2 separate regions of the Mus musculus genome follow, and region 1 is linked to region 2. Evidence: chromatin contacts called from public Hi-C data. All regions are on one chromosome and are shown on one strand. The core of a region is the stretch at or near the end of the contact, and the rest is flanking DNA. Distances in the headings are between cores, read along the strand shown.

Region 1 (7,138 bases), core at 1,469-3,968, 110 kb after region 2:
TGGTGACACTGTTCATCAAGATTGTGCCCTTGTTGGGAGTGATAGCACACACCTGTGATGCCAGCACTCAGGAAATTTATTGCAAATCAGAGGCTGGCACAATCTACATGAGGAGTTGGGGGTCACAGCTGTACAGCGAGACCCCCATCTCAAAAAGACAAGAATACCACACTGATGGAACCCAGAAGCAATACAAACAGTAGGCTAGGGTCAAGGCTAGGGTCCTCTGTGATGTTCCAGGCTCGTTCTGCCTTGGCTGCCCAGCTCTAGTGTAGGAATGGTAATGGCTTATACCTCAGGTTATTCTAAGGGTGTCATGTTCTAGTCCTTGAAAAGGGCTCAGAGCAGTTCCTGGCATATAGAGAAAATGAGAATGTGAGCTTTTGATTGGTTCTCCGTATCAGACAATTAGTAACAGACAATTAGTTCACTGCCTCACGATGTCTCCCGTTCAGCACTTTGAGAGTAGATAGTTCTGTGATTCAGTCCTTCTTAGAATCACTTGGAGCCCAGCATCAATTTTCATGGGCATTTTGGGGACAACATAATAACTATTGTTTCTTTATCCATGGAAACATTTTAATAAAAAACTGTCAGTCTGTCCCAGGTCCCTAAGTGTGACTATACTCTAGATAGCAGATATGGTCACCTGCTGCCATTCAGTGCTAATTGTGCAATCCTTGTGACCATCAGGGGACTCTGGACTGCCCCTTAGCACACACCTGCTCCCCCACACCAAGCCAGTACCCAGACAGTCCAGCTGCAGAGTCTTTGTAATACTTTCCTGTGCTCTATCAGACTCTGGCCTTCTGTCCCCAGGTTGAAAGTTTTTGTGCCAGGAGGTTTCTGTAGCAGCAGAGCTGGTACACAGCCTTCCTGCTGCCCTTGGAAGGTTGGGTGTGACATGCGAGGGGTGGGAAGGTTTTGTTAGCCTCATTATTTTTTTTCTTTAATCAGAATAAATGTTAACAATAAGGGAATCTGTCCAGATTATTCTCAACCCAAAACAACCTACATTTCCTACAATATAAAACATTCAGTTATAAATCTATGTCTTTACCAGTATGTAAATAAATACCTATCAGATGTCCCCAAGGAATGAAGTGACCCTGATAGAGGTGTGTTATACAAATACTTTTTGGCCCTTGATAAAGTAGAGGTTTCATGTGACATAAGAGTCAGACGAAGCCAGGTGCAGTGACTCAGGCCTGTATTTTTGGCACTCAGGAGGCTGACGCAAAAGGTCATTGCAAGTTGGCCAGCCTGGGTTACAGAGTGAGATGTGAGACCTCGTCTGGAAAACAAAACAGGAAAAACAAACAAACAAAGAAACAAATAAACAACCCAAACCATCACATCCCAAACAAAATAAAACAAAATACCTAGAAACAGAGAAATACCAAAACAAAAATTTGAGTCCAAAGAAAGTTAAAAAAGCTGTGTCTTTTTTAATCTTTTGAAGTTAGAATATAATTACAACATTCCCCACTTCCTTTTCCTCCCTTCAACCCCTCCTCTCCATATACTCTCCACTTGCTTTGGGCTGCCTCTTAATAGAGTAAGTCTGCTGACCGTCCAGGGGGGTCCACTCTATGTGGGGTAACCACATCACATAGTTGGGGAGTCAGCTATAACAGCCATCTAAGAATTATTAGACTCTGATAATAATAGAACAAGCTTTTCCCCCAGTAGCTTGGAGTGCCTGCCTGTGGGGTTCTCAGACGAACTTCTGGGGTAGGTTTTCATCTGTCCCAGGCATGAAGATTCTGATGGTAATAATCCATGGAATTCTTCAAGGGAGGTTCCATGTTAGCACTTCCTTAGTTCCTAATCCTGGGTGAGCCATTCGAATCAAAAGATCCTTATCAAGAGATTGGTATGTTCCCAGTGCAGGCTGGGACATAAAGCCATATAAGGAATAGCTAACTCAGAGATACCTTCAGCTAGGTGGTACACAGAAACCCAGATATCAAAATTCCTTCACCTTGGTTCCTATATGGGCCTATCAGAAATTGCTTTCTTGGTGTCTTAGTTAGGGTTTTACTGCTGTGAACAGACACCATGACCAAGGCAAGTCTTATAAAAAACAACATTTAATTGGGACTGGCTTACATGTTCAGAGGTTCAGTCCATTATCATCAAGGTGGGAGCATGGCAGTATCCAGGCAGGCATGGCGTAGGAGGAGCTGAGAGTTCTATGTCTTCATCCAAAGGCTGCTAGTGGAAGACTGACATCCAGGCAACTAGGGTGAGGATCTTATACCCATACCCACAGTGACACACCCATTCCAACCAGGTCACACCTATTCCAACAAGGCCACACCTTCAGATGGTGCCACTCCCTGGTCCAAGGATATACAAACCATCACACTCGGGTTGCAGGCATTGGAGAGGAATCTGTGATTGGGCAGGGGATCTGGAAGTGGAGAATCCTAGGGAAGAAAGGAGTGGGGGTGGGGTTCCAAATGAAAGTTACCTCTACCCTCTCCATCTGTCCCCTTCTAACCTTGAGAGGAAAACCTGTTGAATTCATTGTCTTTCCCCTACCAACAGTATGCCCTGCCTTTTCTCCACCCTCCCATCCCACCTCCCCTATCTTCAATGCTGACTGGATGTCCCTGTCACCCCAAGCCTCTTTGGGTCGCTTTTAGCAAGCCTGGAGGACTGTTTGACTTGTGTGGATGAGAACACAAGTCACCCAGGCTGTGTGGTGGGTGAAATACCATCTGATTCAGACGTTCCTTCGTGACTTCCTCCCCATCTGACTACTGCCTCCAAACATAGCATAGTGGGGGTGGATCCCAGCCTCTCTCCTGTTCCCTGGGAATGCTGGGATGGAGGCATGGCTTTACCTGCAGGTAACACACACAGGGAGGTTGCTTGTTCCTCTTTAATAAGGAAAAGTGAGCCTGGTTGCGGAGTGGGGATGTCCTTGAATGTCTCCAAACTGTGGGGCATTTGCCCAGGAAGTAAGCATGCCAAGGTTGGTCCAATATGTTTATTGAGTGTGTTTCGTGTAGATTTTCTTCAATTGTCAGTCTATAGACTAGATCAGCCTTTAAGCAAAAAGGGGGGTCAGGTAGAGCATTGAAGGGGTGGTTCTGCTGTGAGCTCATTATTAAATATCTGGTGTATTAGACCCTTTTCCTAAGATCCTTTCCAATTGCTCTTTAAAGAGAACTAAAACATAAATAAAACTTTAGGAAGGACAATAAGTCTTAACTAAGGTGTTGCATCATTTCATGTGACAAAGATAAATGTTAGGAATAAATGTTAGCAGCAAAGGGCTTCCCTCACTGAGGGGTAGGAAGAAGGGAAAGAATGATCTGAAACTCAGATGGGAAAGGGTTCTGACTTGGGTCCTGGAACAGGTAGTCCCACCCCAGCAGAAAGAAAGACTGGCAGTTTTGGATCTTGTTGCCCTAGCACATGAGCACCCTGGGGCCACGGCTTTTCTGAACCTCTCATTTTTCATGTATGGAAAACAAACTTAGAGAGGGTTTTAAACAACCTGCTCTCAACTTCAGATCCTAGACACAAGATCTTAAGCAAAAGTCTCCAGAATCTAGGAGACTGGCCAGCGACACCGTGGACAATAGATGTAGGGCATGGGAGGTCCTCTCACGATGCTCATTTGCTTCTGAGTACTATCCCACCCTGTGGAGAATCAGTATTTGGTAACAGGGTAGGTATTAGTGGTAAGAAATCATGTTAAGAATCCATACCCTTCTGCAATCAGTTCCTACTGCATAATATTAATAGTGTCAGGGATTGGTTCTTGTCCATGGGATGGGTTTCTAGTTGGGCCAGTCATTGGTTGGCTGTTCCTACAGTCTCTGCTCTATCTTTGTCCCTGCATTTCTTGTAGGCAGGGCACATTTTGGGATGGTGTCCTTATCCCTCCAGTAGGGGTCTTGCTTAGCTACAGGAGGTGGCCACTTCAGGCTCCATATCCCCCACTGCTGGGAGCTTCAATTAGTCACCCTCATAGACCCCCTGGAGCGTCCCCCCATCTCGCATGTCCTTGAGATGCTCGCCTCCCCCACCCTAACTGCTGCCAATCTCCATTCATACTCTCCAAGACCTCTCTCCCCACACCCAATTCACCCCCCTCCCCATTGCTCTCTCCCACCCAGTTTCCTCCCTCTATCCATCTCTGATGACTAATTTATTTCTTCTTCCGAGTAAGATTCACATATCCTCCCTTGGGCCCTCCTTGTTATTTAGCATTTTGGAGGTCTGTGGAGTGTCACCTAGGTGCTCTGTACTTTATGACTAATATCAGTTTATCAGTGAGTACATAGCATGTATGTCCTTTTGTATCTGGGTTACCTCACTCAGGATGATATTTTCTAGTTCCATCCTTTTGCCTGCAAATTTCAATGATGCCCTTGTTTTTAAGAACTGAGTAGTATTCCATTGTGTAGATTTACCACATTTCCTTTACCCATTCTTTGGTTGAGGGATTTGTGGGTTGTTTCCAGTTTCTGGTTATTACAAATAAAGTTGCTATGAACATGGTTGAGCAAGTGTCCTTGTGGGATGGTGGAGCATCTTTGGGTATATGCTCAGGAGTGTTATAGCTGAGTTTAGAGGTAGAACTATTCCCAGTTTTCTGAGAAAATGCCAAATTGATTCCCAGGGTGGTTGTACAAGTTTGCACTCTGTTATGCTTACAGACAGGAGCCTAGCATAACTGTCTTCTGAGAGGCTCCACCCAGCAGCTGGCCAAAACAGATGCAGAGACCCAGAGCCAAACATTAGATGGAGCTCAGAGAGTCTTGTGGAAGAGTTGTGGGAAGGATTGAAGGATCCAAGGGGGACAGGAACTCCACAGGAAGACCAACAGAGTCAACTAACCTAGACCCTTGGGCTCCCAGAGACTGACCTACCAACCAAAGAGCAAACATGGGCTGGACGTAGGTCCCCCAAATATATGTAGCAAATGTACAGCTTGGTCTTCAAGTGGGTCCCACCCAACAACTTGGAGTTGGGGGCTTATCTGTTACCTTATTCTGTTGCCTGCATGTGGATCTCATTCCGCTAGTTGAGCTGCCTCATTTGGCCTCAGTGAGAGAGGATGTGCCTAGTCCTGAAGTGACTTGATGAGACAGGGTGGGTTGGTACCCATTGGAGGCTTACCCCTTCTCAGAGAAGGGGAAGGAAAGGGCTGTGTGAGGGGGAGTGGGAGGAGAGAGGGGGCTGCAATTAGGATGTAAAATAAATAAATAAATAAATTAAAGGGAATAAAAGAGAACCTGTTCCCTTCTTTTCCACTGGGGGTTGGGGTTTGGGGAGACTCATTCTGTGGCCAAAGGTAGAATTTGAACATACAATTCTGGACCATATTCAAGGATGTAAAGCTGGAAGAAGCAACCGTAGTGTGTACCAGGTGAGTGTGGAGCCTCTTCTTAAAGGGCCCTCGGGGCAGGCTGCCTGTGAAGGAAGCAGAGCACAGATGTTGGAATCCTCCCTAAAACACAGCTTGGCTTCCTTCGAGCCTTCTAATTAGAGATGGCAGCCTTCCCACCCTCTGCAGTCAGTCTCACTTCTCACACAGACCCTTGACTTGGGTGTTCTCCTTCCCAGTCATCAGCTGGGGCAGCCCTCAGACAATGAGCAGTTTTCATAGTGATCCTAAGATGACATTCATATAGAGGTAAGTCCATAGACAGAGGCAGCTTAGGCGAGAATAGTAAGGAGTCTGTCTAGGATGCCCTCTTTTTCTTCCTTTACACCTTTGATGCCCTGCGATTAATGAATTTATACTGGGATGAATGAATCTGCTAGAATGAAGAGAGGGTCTATTTTTAGTTCCAACTGAGATGAATAAGTAAGAGTCACATGGATCACTACATTAAGAAAGACAAAAAGAGCTGCCCATGAACTCTGTCATTGATTATTAATGCCTGCCAGGGAAATGTATTTACCATCTTCTCTACTTGTCATGAGTTATTAGGGGCAGAAATTGTGCCTTATTTAGTGTCGGATACTAGGGCAAAGGAAGCTGAGGTGTCCCAAACTCTGGGCACCGTGTGCTGCTACTAAAGAACTTTGAAGAACAAACCTGTAAGCACAGATTGCAGCCTTGTACTACAGAAGGGCAGGGGGGGATGGATAAGTGTCCAGGGATTTTGCAAGCAAGTTGATTTACTGTTGGCACCTTGAATTTGAATATAACTTACACTACAGAAGGTTCTGCCCACATTCAGAATCAAATATTAGACAATAACCAGAATGACACTGAATGTGTACCTGCTCCTGGGTCCTCTGTGCCCAGGTAGGCGCTGTGCACAGCAGTGTCTGAGGACCACAGCACTTGGTGGAGAGGTGAGAGGATCTCTTGAGGTTATTAGCCAGTCAGCTCAGCTGAAGCAGTGAACCCCAGGTTCTGTGGAAAGCCCTGTCTCAAAAGATAAAGTAGAGAGCAATAGAAGAAGCCGTCTGATGTTGACCGTTGACCTCTGCACACACATGCACACATGTAGCACACACACACACACACACACTGGCAGAGAGGGGGAAGAAGGGAGGGAGAGAGAGAGAGAGATTGAGATCAAGCGCAAGCAAGAAGAAGTATGGTCTTGCCTGTCGCCTGGCCTGGCTTGCTTTCTATTGCTGTGATAAAAACCACACCCAAGGGCAACTTGGGAAGGAAAAGGTTAACTGCACCTTACATTTTACTCTCTATTCCTGAGAAAACCCAGGGCAGGAAACTTTAGGCAGGAACTGAGGCCATGGGGGCAATGCCACTTACTGGCTTTCTGTCTCATGGCTTGCTTAGCCTGTGCTCTTATACAACCCAGGACCACCTGCTGGGCCTTCCCATATCATTCATGAATCAGGAGAATACACGGCACACTTGCCTACAGGCAAGCTGAAGGGAGCGTATTCCCAGATGAGGTTCCTCTTCCCAAATAACTCTCACTTGTGTCAAGTTGACAAGCTAACTAGGACATGATCCATTTTACTTTGTCTAGGCCTATTCTCAACCACCATCTTTTTCTTAATCCTTTCCCCCACATGGTCGGTACCCTTCATGGAAACACAACATCCACCTTCTTTTTGTTATTCCTAATAAAGCATCTATCTTGTGATAGACCCTTAAGCCATGCATGTCTTTGGGAAGAGAATTATA
Region 2 (6,663 bases), core at 3,307-5,806:
TGTTTATTTGGGAATGTTTTAAAGCACCTAAAGGAGTTTTAAAAAAGAGAGAGAACTCAATGTTTTCTTCACTCCCATTTTCCCCAATGTAACATTTTGCTCCAAAATACTTCAATAAGAATCTCCTATGAACAGAGGTGCATTCTCCTCCAGAGACACAGTGCTACGTATGTAGCTGTGAATGTATCTGTGCACCTGGGGGTAGTAAAAAAGGCATAGCCTCGGAACTGGTTTGGAGCTAAGCTGTCAACACAAGGTTCCAGAATTCTTGAATATTTTGGTGCAGGTTTCCTACAAACGAAGGCATTCTCTGTAGAAGCACATTATAGTTGCCATCATGAGGTAATTAAGATTCATATGTAAACATTGAACAATAATAATCATATGCAAACACGGCTTGGGCTTCAGTTGTCCCTGATCTGTGCTTTGAGGCTAAAAGATGTATCCCTAACCTGAGTTGTGCCTCTAGATTCAGGCAGTCTCCTACTACTTTGACCTCATAATGTTGACCCCAGAGATTAGGTAGGGTCATTCTGGACAGTGTTCCTTGTGACATTGTCTGACCTTCACAGTGAGTTTTTTGGCAAGAACATTAGAGAAGTGATTCTGGACTCTCCTTGGGTTCTGTCTGGGAAGTATTTTATCAAATTCGAGAACATTTACTTTGGTTATCAAATTAGCTTGGTATCTGTGGTCTTTTCTAGTTAATAAGTTAAGTAGCTCCTCAAGGGACTGGAGGTCGGGTGGAGATGGGGTGGGGTGGGGAGGAGGTGTGGGATGTGGAGCGGATGAAGAATGCATGGGGGGGGGAAGGGAATAGAATATAGAGTGTAAACATAAATTTAAAATAAAATAAAATTTAAGAAAAAAGGGAAAAAAGAAAAAATAGTTAACTATCTATTAATTAATTAATTGATGTTGATGTTTGAGCTTAGGGTTATGTTCATGCTATACTAGGCTAATGACATCTTAAGCCTTGGCTTCTCAAGTTTATTTATTTAAAATGTTTTATTCTTATTTTATGTCTATAGCATTTTGCTTGCATAACTCTGTGCACTATGTGCCTTCCTGCTCTCTGTGGAAGCCAGAAGAGGATATTGGAACCACTTGAACTGGAGTTTCAGCATAAGACTGAAATCCTGTAACTTCCAGGGAGAAAATAGTGAGTGCACTTCAAGATACGGGCACAGGATGTTCTCAAGTGGCTTGTGATCACTCAGGAAAGAAGGCTGGTAAACAACAAATGGGATCTTATGAAGTTTAAAATTTAAAACGCTGTACAGCAAGGAAACAGTCAATTGAATGAAAAGGTAGCCTGCAGAATGGGAGAGAGCTCTTTGCCAGCTGTACATCTGACAGAGGACGAGTACCTAGAATATACAAAGAACTTAAGAAACAAAATATCAACAAAACAAACAACTCAAACATGTGCATGCTTGCATACGTGTGCACACTTACACACACACACACACACACATACACACACACACACACACACACAGTGGATCTAAACAGAGTTCTCAAAACAGAAAATGCAAATGGCTAATGAATATTTTATAAGCTAGCCACAAGGGAGAAGCAAATGAAAACTACTTTGAGACTCCATCTCTCTCCATTCAGGGAAGCCCTTGAGGGTCCCCAAATAGTACAGGCTGTTTTCCGCCATATAGAGATGGTAAGACCTTATTGCTGAAGACCTCACATATTTTGGTTGATTTTTGACATGACTGGGAGACTTCATTCCTGGCTCCTAGTTTTCATAGTTCTCTGCAGGCTGCTGGGAAAGGAAACACATCAGCGAACTTACCCAGCACCGTTCTTACCGATGCCAAGACTGCACAGAGTGCAGTCGTGGCATCCCAGTCTGGGTGGTAACCAACCAGTTCTGATTGGACTTGAAACCTGAGTCACAGGACACAATTCATGCCTGGTAGTGGAAACTTGGTCAAAAGACCGTGAGTCATAAACCCTGGTGGGGGGACTTATATTGTTCTGTTAAATGATATTGTTATAAAACTGCTGTCTTAAGTATTTACATTTATACCCAGAGAATTGTGTTGCTCTCAGAGAATCTTTCTTTTGTGGTATAGAGTGCTCAGTGTGGATAATCATAACTGGGGCTGATTCAGCATTAAAGTGCTGAAAATAAGTGTCCCTAAGTAGGACATCTTTATCACCCCCCACCCCCACCCCAGTCCACCAAGGTTCATGGGGCATGCAGAAGAAGGGGCACACAAAAATATAAGGCCTGGAAGACAGGGAGGGATACAGTGACATATCTTCTGCACCCAAGTACTCACAGAAGCTTTGATTACTCATTCAAGACCTGTCTTCACAAGATGAGACCTGCAGAAATTCCAAACCAGAGAGGGGAGACTCACTGGGCCCCAGTCCTAGCTGAAGAGATATTGGTAGTTAATGGCTTCTTCTGGGGGAGAGAGTGAATTCCTTTGAGTGGCTACTGGTAGGTTGCTCATGATACAGTAGATGGCTCCACACCTGTTACATATGAGCATCACTAATTGGACTCAATGGCTTATGGAAGGGGAAGAGGAGAGGAGGAGGAGGAGGAGGAGAGGAGGAGGAGGAGGAGAGAGTCATGAAGTCAGGAGGAAGATGTGTTGGGGCTAAGAGGAGTTTGAATGGGGAAGTCAGGGATAAATATGATCAATATATATTATGTACATATATGAAATTCTCAAAAATAAGTATATATATGTATACACACACACATACACACACACACTAGTTTAGGGTGTCAACTTGACACAAGCGTAGTTATCACAGAGAAAGGAGCCTCCCTTGAGGAAATGCCTCCATGAGAGCCAGCTGTGGGACATTTTCTCAATTAGTGATCAAGAGTGGGAAGGCCCATTGTGGGTGGTGCCATCCCTAGGCTGGGAGTCTTCGGTTCTATAAGAAAGCAGGTTGAGCAAGCCAGGGGAAGCAAACAAGAAGATTATTCTATGGCCTCTGCACCTGCTCCTGCCTCCAAGTTCCTGACCTGCTTGAGTTCCTGTCCTGACTTCCTTTGGTGATGAACAGCAATGTTTAAGCATAAGCTGAATAAACCCTTTCCTCCCTGACTTGCTTCTTGGTCATGATGTTTTGTTCAGGAATAGAAACCCTGACTAAGACAACATATAGACCATTCCCTCACATAAAACAAATACAGTGAGTTAGCTGTTAATCTCATCCACCTAATTTAATTAATGAATTCTCACAACAGCTTCCAGAATAATGTTTGAGCAACTATCTGGACACCCTGTGGCCCAGGCCAAGCTGACAAATAAAGTGACTCACCATGTCCCCCAATTCCCATAGACATGTGTGAGTTGGAAGTTGAGTGGTGAGTCTGCTCTAGGGGCTTACCCCTCCTCTTCAGCCACACTCTTGCTTCCTGGTTATCAACAAGGAGGTAGGGAATCTTTCTTCTCCTCAGACACTTCAGCAGGTTAGTCAGAGCATCTGCATGGATTCATAGATGTTGGGAGGAAAGGCAAATTTGACAAGTTAGGGAATGATACACCACCACCCCCCCCATGTAGGCCTCCTCTGCCTCCTCCTGTCTGCCCCTTTCCTTCTGGCATCTCCCTAAAAGGGTCTGAGCAGGTCTCGGGGCCAGTGGTGAGGTGGGCTCTTGAAAGCCTGTCAGCTCCTTCAGAAGCTTTGGCTGAGGAAGTCTTCCTGCTTCCCTGGGGGAGGGGATCAGATCGGTGAGCAGCAGGGCCGTTTTTCTCTCTACCTAGATTCTCTAACCAGCAGGGAGAAGCCATCAACACCTCAGAGCAGGCAGGCAGCTGGGCCAGCAAGCAGCTTATTATCTGCAACAAGATCACCCCATTCAAAACCCATTTTTTTAGTCTCTTAGCAAGTCTTTGTGTTTTCCTTGTCAATCACATATGTAGAGCCTTATCAATAGTATTCAAGGAAGATTAAACATTTTAATTGCTCTTTGCTCTCCCTGGTACAAGCCAGCCTGTATCACATGGTTTCCGCAATTATCTCGCTGAGCTATAAGCTCAGCCCTCCTTGTTTCTTTGCTTTCTCCCTCCCTTCCCCAGTTTCCATTTTTCCTCCTCTCCTTGGTCCCTCGCCGCTCCTTATTTATCCAGGAGGTATTCATTAAAGCTCTGCGTGGATAACAGCAGGTAGAAAGATGGGCGAGAACCCATTACTCCTGAGATGGTCACAGCGTAGCGGAGGGAATAGAAATAGAAGCACACTTCATAATGCCTTTGTGATTAAAACCTGTGACTCAGACTGAATGATGCTGGGGAAATTGAGTCAGGAAGCCCGAGAAAGGTATGCTGTGCAGCTTAATGAGAGCCGGGCTGGAGATAGGCAGGGCTGGGGGTGGGAGAGCATCTGGGGAGACCAGCAACGGGATAATGGGAGAAACAGAAAACTTAAGTTAGCCCAAGACAGTGTGGCTGTGGTGTTCTGCCACCACATCCCAAGCCTGCTTTGTCAAACAAGGATTTTTAGCGTCTTTTCTACATCCTTGGAGCACCCCCTCCCTCGCCACCTGACTCCCACACTTTCTACTGCTTTGCCAACATGTGGGCTGATGTCAGCTCTCAGAAACACTTTTTGGATGCTTGGTAGTCTTTATGTGCCCGGCTGATCTTGCTCTTGATCAGCGCTTCATCTTCAGCACAAGGCTTGGGGCTGTGCGTTCCTCTCTGATGGATTTAAGTGACCCCCAAAAAGCTACAACGGGAGCCAGCTCCTTGTCTGAGGCCTGGGTAAAACATCCAGGGGTGATTCACCATTACTCAGTGGCTTGCTAGTTCATACATTCCAAGCAACTCCATTTTGAACAAACCAAATTGGGCAGTGCAGGCAGGCAGGCACGCACGCATGGACGCACGCACGCACGCACGCACGCACGTGACCACTCAGGTGGGCTAGGAAGCTGAGGCATGTGCTGATTCATTTCCCAGTAGCTTGGAGGGAAGGCTCAGGCTTTTGTATTCCTATGTAAAATAGCATGCTCACGTCCTTTGGGAGGAGTAGGAGTGTGAAACTGTGGCCACAGTGACAATAACATGGGAGGAGGATGAAAATAGCAGATGGAAGTTGCGATTTTGGCCGACAGAAATAGGAAGCTGGTGCTAGGTCATCCGCCTAGCCCCCGGCACCGGCCTATTAGCTGTCATTAGCCCTTATCCAGGAAACAATTTGCATCCGTTGAAATCCTTGTAACATTGGATTTCTGCCCACAGACTCATCATCCTGCCTTTTTCTGGTGGATTAAAGAGAAAGTGGCCTGTAAATTACATTTCTTTGTGGGCAGAAAGTGCTATTCTGTGGCCCAGGAGACAATGGGTTGGGGCAGCCTTTGGAGCAGCAGCATGGCTGGGGTGGGGTGGGAGTGGGAGGGAAGGGGGCCTTGCTTTGTAATAGAGCAGAGGATACATAAAAGAGCATCCCGTCCCACCTCCTGCTGAGCCGACTTCTGGGTCCTCCAGAACGGGAAGTTCCTTGTGGAACCCAGCCTCGATAGAAATCGTTCCCCGGGACTATGTGACCATTGAGGTTAGGATTTCTTGTGCAGGTTTCCTGTGGTTGGCCCTACTCTAAGCTCCGAAAGCTTCCCCTCTTAGGTGTACTGGGGACCCCGCTTCAGGTGGGGGATACATCCCTGGCCTAGCAGCTTAGCCCTTTGAAGCAGGTCACAACACTGAATGGCCCTCTCCCCAAATTTCCCTTTTGACACCTGTTCTCCATCTCCTGGGGGTTAGTATGAGTCCTCTTCTGCTCAGATAATGATCATCCCATTTTCAAGACAGTGCGGCCTGTTGTGAGGAGCAGTGGACTCCGTGGACAGGACCCTGAGATGGAGCCCTTATATTTTCAAAGCGTTAGGGTTTTTGTTCACACTGGCGCCGAATCATGGCCCCCACACCCTCTCTTTACTTTATAGTTGATAGAATTTTTTTCTAAATTGCCTAGGATGGTCTAGTATTTACTCTGTAGCCTAGGCTGACCTTGAATTTTTAATACTTCAGTCTCAGCTTCTTGAGTAGGCGAGATCAGAACTGTATGCCACCAGGCCAAGCGACCCTGCCCTCTCACGGAATGTACTTGTAGTCCATTCACCTAACATCTCTGAGCTCCAGACTCTCCTCCCCCTCCCCTCCCCTCCCCTCCCCTCCTCTTCCTATCAGTTCCCCACTTACAGAGTTATTATTGGTCTATAAAATTACTATGCTGTGAAGAATATTAAAATCGTTTATGAATGGATTGTGAGAGACGTTTAAATAGTTCAGCTTGACCTTCACACCAGGTTGGGGACTCCTCAGCTCTGTTTAGCATAGAAGCTCTTTGCCTGGATGTCACAGTTTGAGATGGGAGTCATTATGAGAACTCCTGGCCACTACCTTATTTCCAATCATGGTTTAAGGGACACTTTCAAATAAGACCTTTAATTGATATTCCCTTCCATCATCTCCATCCTTGATCAATACCTATAACATGCCTCTGCCCTTGACACATGTTTTTAGTAACTGGTTGAATTACTGGGTTTGTATTACTCAACAGTTTGGGATGTTTGTCTTTCCCTCCTCAGTTAGAGAGTATGACTCGAACTTTCTTATTGGGGATCTCTTCTCCCACTCGCAGATAGGTAGGTGCCTTAAGACAAGGCATGGCAGGTCG

Evidence for each region. A called contact is a pair of places that touch in the nucleus more often than the background predicts.
Region 1: a contact with region 2 is called in a Hi-C map of cerebral cortex, with 2.3 times the contacts expected there. The contact joins two enhancer-like sites. A contact is called at or near these places in 1 of 39 promoter capture datasets (the C10 cell line) and 5 of 484 Hi-C or Micro-C datasets (the HPC-7 cell line, brain, cerebral cortex and 2 more).

Annotation. Positions count from the first base shown.
Region 1 is chr8:34,477,908-34,485,045 of GRCm38.p6, forward strand. The region is part of intron 2 of Gm46038 (a long non-coding RNA gene); the gene reads left to right. Among named protein-coding and RNA genes, the nearest start is that of Gm40489, 7.5 kb to the right of the region's middle. Within about 2 kb of position 2,719, at least 24 of the 459 cell types and tissues checked have an H3K27ac peak or open chromatin away from gene starts, as enhancers often do. A contact at or near this core is called in cerebral cortex, where this site is marked.
Region 2 is chr8:34,367,640-34,374,302 of GRCm38.p6, forward strand. No RefSeq gene overlaps it. Among named protein-coding and RNA genes, the nearest start is that of Gm33831, 16 kb to the right of the region's middle. Within about 2 kb of position 4,557, at least 25 of the 459 cell types and tissues checked have an H3K27ac peak or open chromatin away from gene starts, as enhancers often do. A contact at or near this core is called in cerebral cortex, where this site is marked.